Linked DNA regions of Mus musculus: region 1 is linked to region 2. Evidence: chromatin contacts called from public HiChIP or PLAC-seq data. All regions are on one chromosome and are shown on one strand. Each heading gives the region's core, a stretch centred on a gene start, on an enhancer-like site or on the middle of the called end of the contact. The rest is flanking DNA. Distances are from core to core; before and after follow the strand shown. Region 1 overlaps Tcf7l2 (transcription factor 7 like 2, T cell specific, HMG box). Region 2 overlaps Vti1a (vesicle transport through interaction with t-SNAREs 1A).

The links. HiChIP or PLAC-seq counts read pairs in DNA pulled down with a chosen protein or histone mark.
Region 1: an H3K27ac HiChIP or PLAC-seq map of extraembryonic endoderm stem cells shows a contact between it and region 2. The contact joins two enhancer-like sites. A contact is called at or near these places in 3 of 484 Hi-C or Micro-C datasets (the N1E-115 cell line, bone marrow-derived macrophages and liver), 3 of 115 datasets of contacts at active chromatin or transcription factors (differentiating embryonic stem cells, extraembryonic endoderm stem cells and trophoblast stem cells) and 1 of 9 other capture datasets (embryonic stem cells).

What each region holds. Positions count from the first base shown.
Region 1 is chr19:55,786,102-55,790,938 of GRCm38.p6, forward strand. The region is part of intron 4 of Tcf7l2 (transcription factor 7 like 2, T cell specific, HMG box); the gene reads left to right. Among named protein-coding and RNA genes, the nearest start is that of Gm31734, 45 kb to the left of the region's middle. Within about 2 kb of position 2,365, at least 72 of the 459 cell types and tissues checked have an H3K27ac peak or open chromatin away from gene starts, as enhancers often do. A contact at or near this core is called in extraembryonic endoderm stem cells, where this site is marked.
Region 2 is chr19:55,562,475-55,566,890 of GRCm38.p6, forward strand. All of the region lies in intron 7 of Vti1a (vesicle transport through interaction with t-SNAREs 1A), which reads left to right. Among named protein-coding and RNA genes, the nearest start is that of Gm41871, 140 kb to the right of the region's middle. Within about 2 kb of position 1,572, at least 28 of the 459 cell types and tissues checked have an H3K27ac peak or open chromatin away from gene starts, as enhancers often do. A contact at or near this core is called in extraembryonic endoderm stem cells, where this site is marked.

The DNA.
Region 1 (4,837 bases), core at 1,115-3,614, 220 kb after region 2:
TGGAAAGGACCTGTAGTCTTACCAAATAAAGCTTAAAGGTCTGGAAAGATGACTCAGTTAACAGGAAGTTTGGCTGTGCAAGTGTGAGGACCTGAGTTCGGATCCCAGCACCCGTGGAAACGTTAGGTGTGTAACGCTTTGCCGCCCTCCCCCCCCCCCCCCCCGTGCGGTGAGGTGTTTTAGGGGCCAGAGACAGGTAGGTCCTTGGAGCTCATTGGTCTGCCAGTCTAGCTGCAATAGTGCACTCCAGATTTTAGGGAGAGACTGTTTAAAACATAAGGCGTGAAGTTATAGAGAAAAGACCTGACATTGAGCTCTGGCTTTCACGTGCACATAAATGCATGTGCATTCCTATGTGCAAGTGCACACATATGAACATGTGCACACCCATAAACTGTGTACACATAGAACATCACATCTACATACCCATCCTGTAACTACCAACATCAGAAGGACGCTTGGACAGGCTTGTATGGGAAGTAGCAGTGTGGAGGACCAAACTACTGTGGAGGATACCAGTTACTACAAGAAGACCTTTATGGTCTTTGGCATGCTGAGTGAGAGCTGTGGTGTGACTCCAAGCTGCCCCATGCTTTCTCTGCCAAGTAGTTCGCTAGAGAGCTAGAGCTCTGCAAAAGCTGGCTTTGCATTGTTTCTGATGTTCAGCATTGAACGCTCAGTGTAAACTGCAGGGGCTTTGAGGTCTCAGTCCAGCTTCTCGGAAGTTTAGGAAGTTTCCGGCAGGTCCAAGCATCTCTGGAACGCTTTTCTTCATCTGTGAAATGGCAGGGTGATATCTGTCTTCGAGGAGGTGGGCAGAGAATCCCCTGGGATGCCAGCCTCGGTGGTCCAGTGTTTAGGGAGAGAACAAGTGATTGAAGGAACTATTGGTTGTATTTAGCTTCGAATGAGGCCAGGGACAGCATCCAGGTGGCAGCCCTTTAGTGCCTGTTGTGGGTTGGAAGAGTTGGCCACCAAGGAAATCTGTGTGGTGGGGGAGTAAGGACAGGCTTCCTTGTTGTTCCTCGGGGCTGCTGGGTCCAGGCCACTTAGTTTAGTGGTTTTCAAGCATAGGGGGTTTGGTCCTGAGGGGCATTTGGCAGAATTTGATGATGTTCTGTTTGTCAGTCTTGGGGACATGTGGTTGGCAGAGGTTGGGGGTACTGTTGATACCTACCTCCCATGACACCGAATAAGGGGAGCGTACAGGCTCCAGCAAGCTGTTGAATACCTCTTAGAATTTACAGGAAAAAGATTTCATTTGCTTTATTTAGCAGTTCTATGAGATTGTCTTAGAAAAATACAACGCAAGGGTCTAGGAAAATGGTTTAGTAATAACGAGCGCATTGCAAGCATGAATAGCAGAGCTAAGATCCCCAGCACCCGTGTTAAACAACAAAAGCTAGGCACCACAGCCTGCATCTGCACTCTCAGAGCTGGGGCTTGGATGGAGGGCGGGGCATGGATGGAGGGCGTGGCTCGGGCAGAAGGCGTGGCTCGGGTGGGGGCGTGGTCCGGGCAGAAGGCGTGGCTTTGGTGGGGGCGTGGCTCGGGTGGGGTGTGGCTTGGGTGGAGGGTGTGGCTTGGGTGAAGGATGGGTCTTTGGGTGGAGGGACTATAGATAGAGAAGGTTCCCTGGAGTTTGGAGCTCACTGGCCAGTCAGCCTCACCTAAGTTTTGAGCTCTAGGTTCAGGGAAGTAATCCTGTCTCAAAATAATGGGAGACGCTATTGAAGCAGAAGATATCCTTCGACCTCTGGCTTACCACATACATCTGTGTTGGTAATCATAACTGCACGTACGTGTGCACATAGCCACATGGCCACAGAGAAAAATGTAAGCAAGCGCTCGCGCGCGCGCACACACACATTAAAAAAAAAAATCACGTACTTCCTCCACTTATTTGAAGGGTGAGTGGAGGAGAAGAAATGGGGGTTCCTTACACTTTCAGGTGGTTGTGATGATTTTTAACAATTTGATATGTCTGTTTTGCTAATTTCCAATCTCATCCTGAGCCTGTATTCATTCTCTCTCTCTCTCTCCCTCCCCTCCCCCTCCCCCTCCCCTCCCCCTTCCCCTCCCCTCCCTCTCCCCTCCCCCTCCCCTCCCCCTCCCCCTCCTCTCCCCTTCCCTCCCCTCCCCCCTCCCCTCCCCCCTCCCCTCCCCCCTCCCCCTCCCCCTCCTCCCCTCCCCCTCCCCCTCCCTGTATAAACTAGAAGTGTGTATTTCTTATGAACATTCATTCTTGGACTCTTGCTGCATTGGAGACTTATGTAATGCGACGCAGAGGCAGGCCTGATTATGTATGGGCAAAGTACTTGTGAACAATGTCTCCATTGTATAACACACAAAACAAGCCTTTCTTCCACAATGGATGAGCCAGCCGGCCTTATCCAATAAGGGCCTGTCTCTGTCCACCCCCCTTCTTCCCTCCCACCTTTGAGCAAACATTATTTGTTGTGGCCAGTGTGTGATCAGGTCTTGATTTGGGCTTTCTTTTGATGTCCTTTTCGTTAGGATCTCACCTCCCTGCCCCTGGAGATCCCTTGGCTGCCAGGACATTTGTTTCTTGCCACTCATATGGTGCCAGTTGTGACTGTTTGGTGAGGCTCTCTCCCCTGGGCCTCAGCCACCCTGGGGACGCTCCTCTATGATCGCACTTGAGTCGCTTTGGGGCTCAGGAATAATGATTGTTCCTATCTCTCTGTCTCTATTCCTAATCTGGTCCCCTTCCTCAACCAGAACCATTTGTTTGTTTGTTGTTAGTCTTGTTTCTTGCAACTTACCAAATGCTTCATGAATAAGCGGAGAGGGGAAAGAGGCTTGTCTGTCAAGATAGCCTCCTTTGTTTGGGCTGCTGAGCTCAGCAGTAGTCTCTGCTGCCTCTGAGGTCAAGAGCTGGGATTCTCATCAAACAAGTGGGAAACCCAGGGCTTCCTTCCGGTAGGGAGTTTGCTCCAGGTCCCCTGGGTAGCAAGTGTCAGCACCAGGATCGGAAGTCCCAATCTGTTGGACACAGTAGACTCACCAGGGTGACTGCACCTTCCGAGATTAGATGGCTCTGCATTTGGTCCGGAGAAGCTGTAGACTTAAGTGCCATGGGTAACAGGACCCATGGACCAGCTCCTGAGCAAAGAGACTATCTATCTACCTTGCAAAGTTGGAAAGATCAAGCCACAGCTTTGATACTGTTGGGAGTTTCCAGGCTGGAAACTTAAAGTATTGTGTGGAAAGGGGAAGCAGATTGCCCAAGACCTGCCAGACCTGTGCTGTGCTGTTCATGGGTGACAGGGTTTCCCGCCATTTATTGATGCGACCTTGCTTGGACTTCTGCTCAGAGATTGGGAGACTGTAAATGAGTAGGAGGGCTCTGCTGGGGTGCCTTGGTTCAGGAGGTGGGAACCAAGGAGTTCTGGAAGGATGGAAGGGTCGCTGTAGACACCAGGTGAGCACTTACTTGTCTTCTTGTGTGTGTTCCTGCATGCATGTGTGGCTGCGTATGTGCGTACACTGAGGACTAAGCCTGCCAGGCGTTACTCTACATCCCCTATAATACACACCCGAGAAAGTTCAGTTTACAGAGTAGGTATAGCAACAGATCAAGAACAGCAATCGTATAACAGAATCATTATAATAAAAGTTTTTTGGAATTTCCCATTTAATATTTTCAGAACATGGCCAGTTGTGGGTCACTGAAACTTCAGAAAGTGAAAAAACACAGACAAGGGGACACAGGTGTCTATTTTGCAGCAGCTGTCTGTGATGGACTGTTGGTGGGTGTGGGAGCTAGGGTGCATGCTCTCTGCTTCTCCTTTCTCTGCAGAATGTGCAGTCGAGGACAGCAGTGCTTTAAGGCTCTGGGTCTCTATTCAGACCAAGAGGTTAATAGGGTCACCAACCAGAGATAGCAGCTGGCTGCAATGGAAGAATTCTCCTTTCAGAAGCTCCGCTCTTACAGCAAGCTTCTCTGTCTAGAGCTGGGATGGCTTGCCTCCTCTCCCTGCTGTGATTTACCACAGGTCTGAAGACAATAGACACGAAGCTTCCCACACTGTTTGGAGTGCAGTGTCTGGAGTAGGCCTTTGCATAGTGCTCTTTAAGCCTGCTTCCTGGTCTTGGGAGTTGTCCTCTGTGTAAAACTTAAGATATTATGAGGGAGGAGGTATTCAAGGGAAGTGGGGGCTGGGGGCGGGGTGTCTTAGATTCTCTAGATGTACTTCCTGATAGCTGGAAGTTGTTGGGTCAGCCATGGATGTATGGGTGGGTAGATGGATGGATGACTGGGTAGGTGGGTGGATGGGTGGATGGATGAGTGGGTAGGTGGGTGGATGGATGGATGAGTGGGTAGGTGGGTGGATGGGTGGATGGATGAGTGGGTAGGTGGATGATGGGTGGAAGGAGAGATGAATGGAGAGGTGGGGGGATGGGTGAGTGGGTGAGGATCTTATTGTTTACACCGGTGTTGTTCATAGCCTGGCTCTGCTGTTTAATGTGCTTGTGGTGCATCCTGAAGTTGCCAGGGGTGGGGCACTTCCTCCATCCCAGCGGTTGTGTGCTGTGGTGTGAGCTATAATGTTGTTTGGGGCGAAAGGTTGGTTCTTAGGATGGGCAGGGGGTGAGTCTGCCACTACCCCCAACCATAAGGAAACTGTAGGTATAAATTCTCACAGTGGATGACAGCTTAGACTGACTGGCTGTTACTTCCTTCTCCTGAGTTCATCGTGGGCATGGCTTGCTAGGCTCCCTCTGGGCATTGGAAACCTTTTTACTCCCAAGAAACCTTCTAGCAGAGTTCGTTCTCTGTCTGTCTGTCTGTCTGTCTGTCTGTCTCTCTCTG
Region 2 (4,416 bases), core at 322-2,821:
TAGACAGGATTATAGTCTTTCTGACAAAGAACAGGCCAAGTGTGGGACTCTGCTGACTATCTGAGCCGGGATCGTGCCCTCGCTCGGGGTGGAGCCCACTCCTTTCACCAGACCTCATGCAAAACCGCCATTCTTGCCTCAGTACCTCCCCACTCTCCTCCATACCCCATTTGCCAGTCTGTGTTCTAGAACGTTCCATGCTGACTTGGCTGCCCTCCAAAACTGTGAGCCTGGAGGACAGGGGGTTGTTTCTTCTTTCCTTTTTATCTTCAGGTCTGAGAACAGTGCTTGGCGCAGGATGGAATGCCCAAGGAATTGCAAAATTGCCAGGGCAGGTAGTGCAGACCCACAACCCTGAGACTCAGCAGATAGAGGCAGGAGAGTCAGGAGCCATCCTCCAGACACAGTGAATTGAAGCTAGCCTGAGCTACATGAAACCCTGCCTCAAAAGCAAAGGGAAGACTAAGGGAGAGGAGAGACATAAGTACACACTCGCATGCACGCAGTAGGGTGGAGAGACATAAGTGCACACTCGCGTGCACGCAGTAGGGTGGAGAAAGCAAGAACAGAGCTGAGGGGAAGCAGACCGTTTCTCCCTTCTGTGTGCAGAGACAGCTTCCTCCTCACACTACCACCCCGGGTCTTAATGGTTATTTTCCTACAAGACTGTTGCATTTACAGTATGACAGAACTCTGTTTGCCTTGGACTGAGCGCAGGCCTGCCTTACGTTCCCAGCAAGGCTGGAAAGACAGTTTTGTGCTGTGGCAGCGAGCCAGCAAGGACAGCCTGGGGAACCCCAGGACATGCTGTGTTATCTGGACCTCGAATTTTCCAGAATTCAGCCGTGGCCCATTTGAACGAGCCATTCCAAGGCCTGAGCTGGCCTGGAGCAGGTCCCAGATGCCCTGCCATGCGTGTGGCCCTCGGGGTCGGCAGTGACTGTGCTGCCAGCTAGACAAGGCTGGTGAAATGTCATGTCGCTGGGCCCTGGTTACCTTTCCTGACACCTCACCCTCCCGTGGTGACTGCTCCAACACAGACCGCCTGTCACCTTGTCCCGCTTTTCTAGGAACTCAGCAGTCACACGTGCAGAGAACCTGTCCTCAGCCCCTTTTTCTCGGGACAAGCTCAGCTTCACTTCCTCTGGCCTTATCAAACTCTTTGTTTCCAAAATTGTTAAGCAGCCATGGGGGAAGGAGGAATTTTCACTCTGCTTTTCCGTCCCTCCACCTTCCGAGCTGAAGCCAAGAGAGAAAAGGTGGCCGGCTATCTTCCCACTGGCCTCGGCGCTCCAGCCCTTCAGGCATACGAGGCTCTTGAATTTTGTCATCTGTGGTTCAGACTTTTGGCTACACCATCTCTGCTTCAAGCTCAGCTTAAGGAAACATATGGCCCTAGATTCTTCAATGCCACAGAGAGGGCTCCCTCGCTACGAGGCTTAGCAGATGAAATGCGGTTTTCCGAGCCTCTTTTCATTGACCGTCAAAATAACAAGCAGAGTCTTCTGCCTCAACAGAGACACTCTTCTCGCTCAGTTACTCGGGGAATAATGTGCCATTGTCTCTGCTGTGGGCTTTTGTTTTATTTGTAAATTGTGCGTGCTGCATGCTATGGAATACCGAGAAACCACACACCCTGGCTTGTTAGTTGACACACAGAATGTGTGATTACAGATTGTCTGAACAACAGTAGACCATTGAACCGCCATCCAGATGTGTGTGGAGTTAACTGTGGGGATGTCCACAGAGAGGGGTTGTCTTTCTCGTCGGAGGGTCAGTCCCCCAGAGAATGGAGACAGGAACACAGAAGCTACTTGGCACAGGACTTCCAAATGGCTCCTCAGAAGGAAAATTAATCCTTGTTTAAGTTTTTTTTTTTTTTTAATTAAGACCAAGTTTGTTCTCCTTAAAGTCAGTCATACAGAGAAAATACTAAACAGTGACAAACTTATACAGCTTTCAGGCTCCATTTTTTTTTTTTAAATATCTAGAAATTCAGAAGACTGTGCATTCAAGATAAGACTCCAGTGACCCCAGGCTTGGTAAGGACTTACTAGCAACTTCCTAGAACCCTCTCAGTGACTGGTGAGCAGAACGAACATGGAGGAGACAGCTCAGTGGGTAAAGGGCTTGCTGAGCAATCGTGAGGACCTGAGTTTGAACCCCGTGTACCCACGTAAAATCTGATCTTACAGCTCACGTCTGCAGTCTCAGAACCCACCCCTGTGACACATGGGAGACGGGACAAGACAGTCCCCCCCAAAGCTGCAGAGCCAGCTAGCCTGTAGTGTGAGCACTGAACAAGAGGAAGCCTGGTCTCAAACAAACTGGAAGGCGAGGGTGGACACCCAGAGTTTCCCTCTCACCCTACACCCACCCAGGACACACAGAGATAGAAAAGAATGCCAATCGCAATCATCGCTTGGGGAAATGAATACAAAACCGGGAATTGCTACAGAACCCAGTGTTCTCATGCCTGGCATCTGTATCTAAGACAAAGAAAAATATTTGTCCCCACAAACAAAAAACAAAAAACAACAACAACAACAACAAAATGTGTATATGAATAGTCATAGCATCAGTATGCATAATACAGAAAATGTCCATCAGCTGTTGAATAGACAGATGTGGCAAGTTACATATCTGTAACAAAGAATGGAGAGCTGATCCAGGACGAATGGACCTTGGAAATGTTCTTGATGAAATAAGACAGACACCAAAGTCCCCGTGCTGCATGAACCATCCATCAGAAATACCTACAACAGGCAGATCTACAGAGCAGAGCAGCTTACTGGCTACCTGCCGCGGAACGCTTCAGAACTGAAGGTAGACACGTGCTCTTCACCGTGGCGTTACTGGGAACCAAACCTGAGCCACACACATGGGCAACGACACCCCAGCCCTTGGGATTTCTATCTGCAGTGATGAAAATGTTCTAAGCTAGGCTGTGGCGCTGCTTGTAAAACTGAGCAAATGCACTAGGGCCTTTTGAATTTTAAGCCGTAAGTGGATGAAGGGTTGCATGGTTGATGAATTATACCTCCATAGCACTGTTGAAAAGCAAAATAATGACATTTTCAGGCAAAAAAAATTTTTATTGGAAAGAAAAAAAATGTTTTAAATTGAACCTAAAACAGGAGTATCTTCAAAACTCACATAACTGAACTTTGTGGCGACATGGAAGAGGAAGGAACAGGTTTTAAGTTTAGCAGCTTATCTCTTCTCCTTTCTTCTTTCTCTGGAATGATCTGTCGTCTGACAATGTCAACACTTGTCTGTCTTGTTGGAATCTACAGCAGTAATCGGGCACCCAGCCATCAAATAGCTTCATTTACCTTTGTGTGGTAACACACCCATGAGCAATGCTTATCAAAATACATAATTTTGAGCCTGTTTTAAATTCTGTATCAGACACATTAAAAAAAAATAGTGAAGCATCAGGCTAGTCAGGAAATAAAGACAGATAGGAAATCCTCTCCAGTCTCAGCCCACACTCCACTTTCTATAGCTTAATCTAAAGAAAAACGTGGAATTTCCTGCAGAGTGATTAATTGGCTGGCTGTGGTGACATACAGGGTCTCTGAGCTTGACCTCGCAGGTAAAGGCTAACTGGTATGTTAAGTTGATTACACAATTTCCTCTAAATATGTTGACAAGTGGTTTGCACAGTTGCCTTGACCTTTGCCCTTATAAATGCACATTTATAAATGGCTTGCTTTTTAAGCCAAAGCAATCCCTATTTTAGATGTGACATGTGTTGAGTAAACAGCCTGATATGCAACCCTGGATGTCTAACCCTGTCAGCCAGGTCAGATTATGGGAGTCACTGGGAGGGGTTGAGATGGCTGGATTCACTCGGGATAGCCAGCCCCAAAGTGTCTCCTCATCCTACATGGTGTGTTGGAAATGTGTTCTGAAAATGGCTTGAGCTGTTCCAGGAGTGCGGCTGCTAAACGGTTTGCAGCAAATGACAAGTAGGTTTAGCTCCAGTGCTTCTTACGGCTCTCCAGTCCATTTAAACACCCGTGCACATGCGCATATGCACACACGCACACGAGCACACAAACCAACTTTTCGTTTTTCTTCCAAAGTAAGGTGGAGAAACTTTCCAGGGAGCATTTCTGTGCTGCGAGTGTTTTCCAAGATGTTATATCCGTAGGTACTCTAGAGAATGTCATTGGAGGTACTTTTTGTTTTAGAGTCATGCTGCTTGCTTGTACATAAGGAGGAGTTACCACACTTATTATAAATGAACAGGAAATGTACCCTTGGGTAGTAAAACAAACTGTTTATCTGCTATTTCAAAAAACAGCTGTTTATTTGTAAATGTATACACTGAGCACCTTTCCCAAGCCTGATATATCCTGATTTGATAAGCAAAAAGAGATTTGCCAACACTGTTGATTTAGCTGGGAT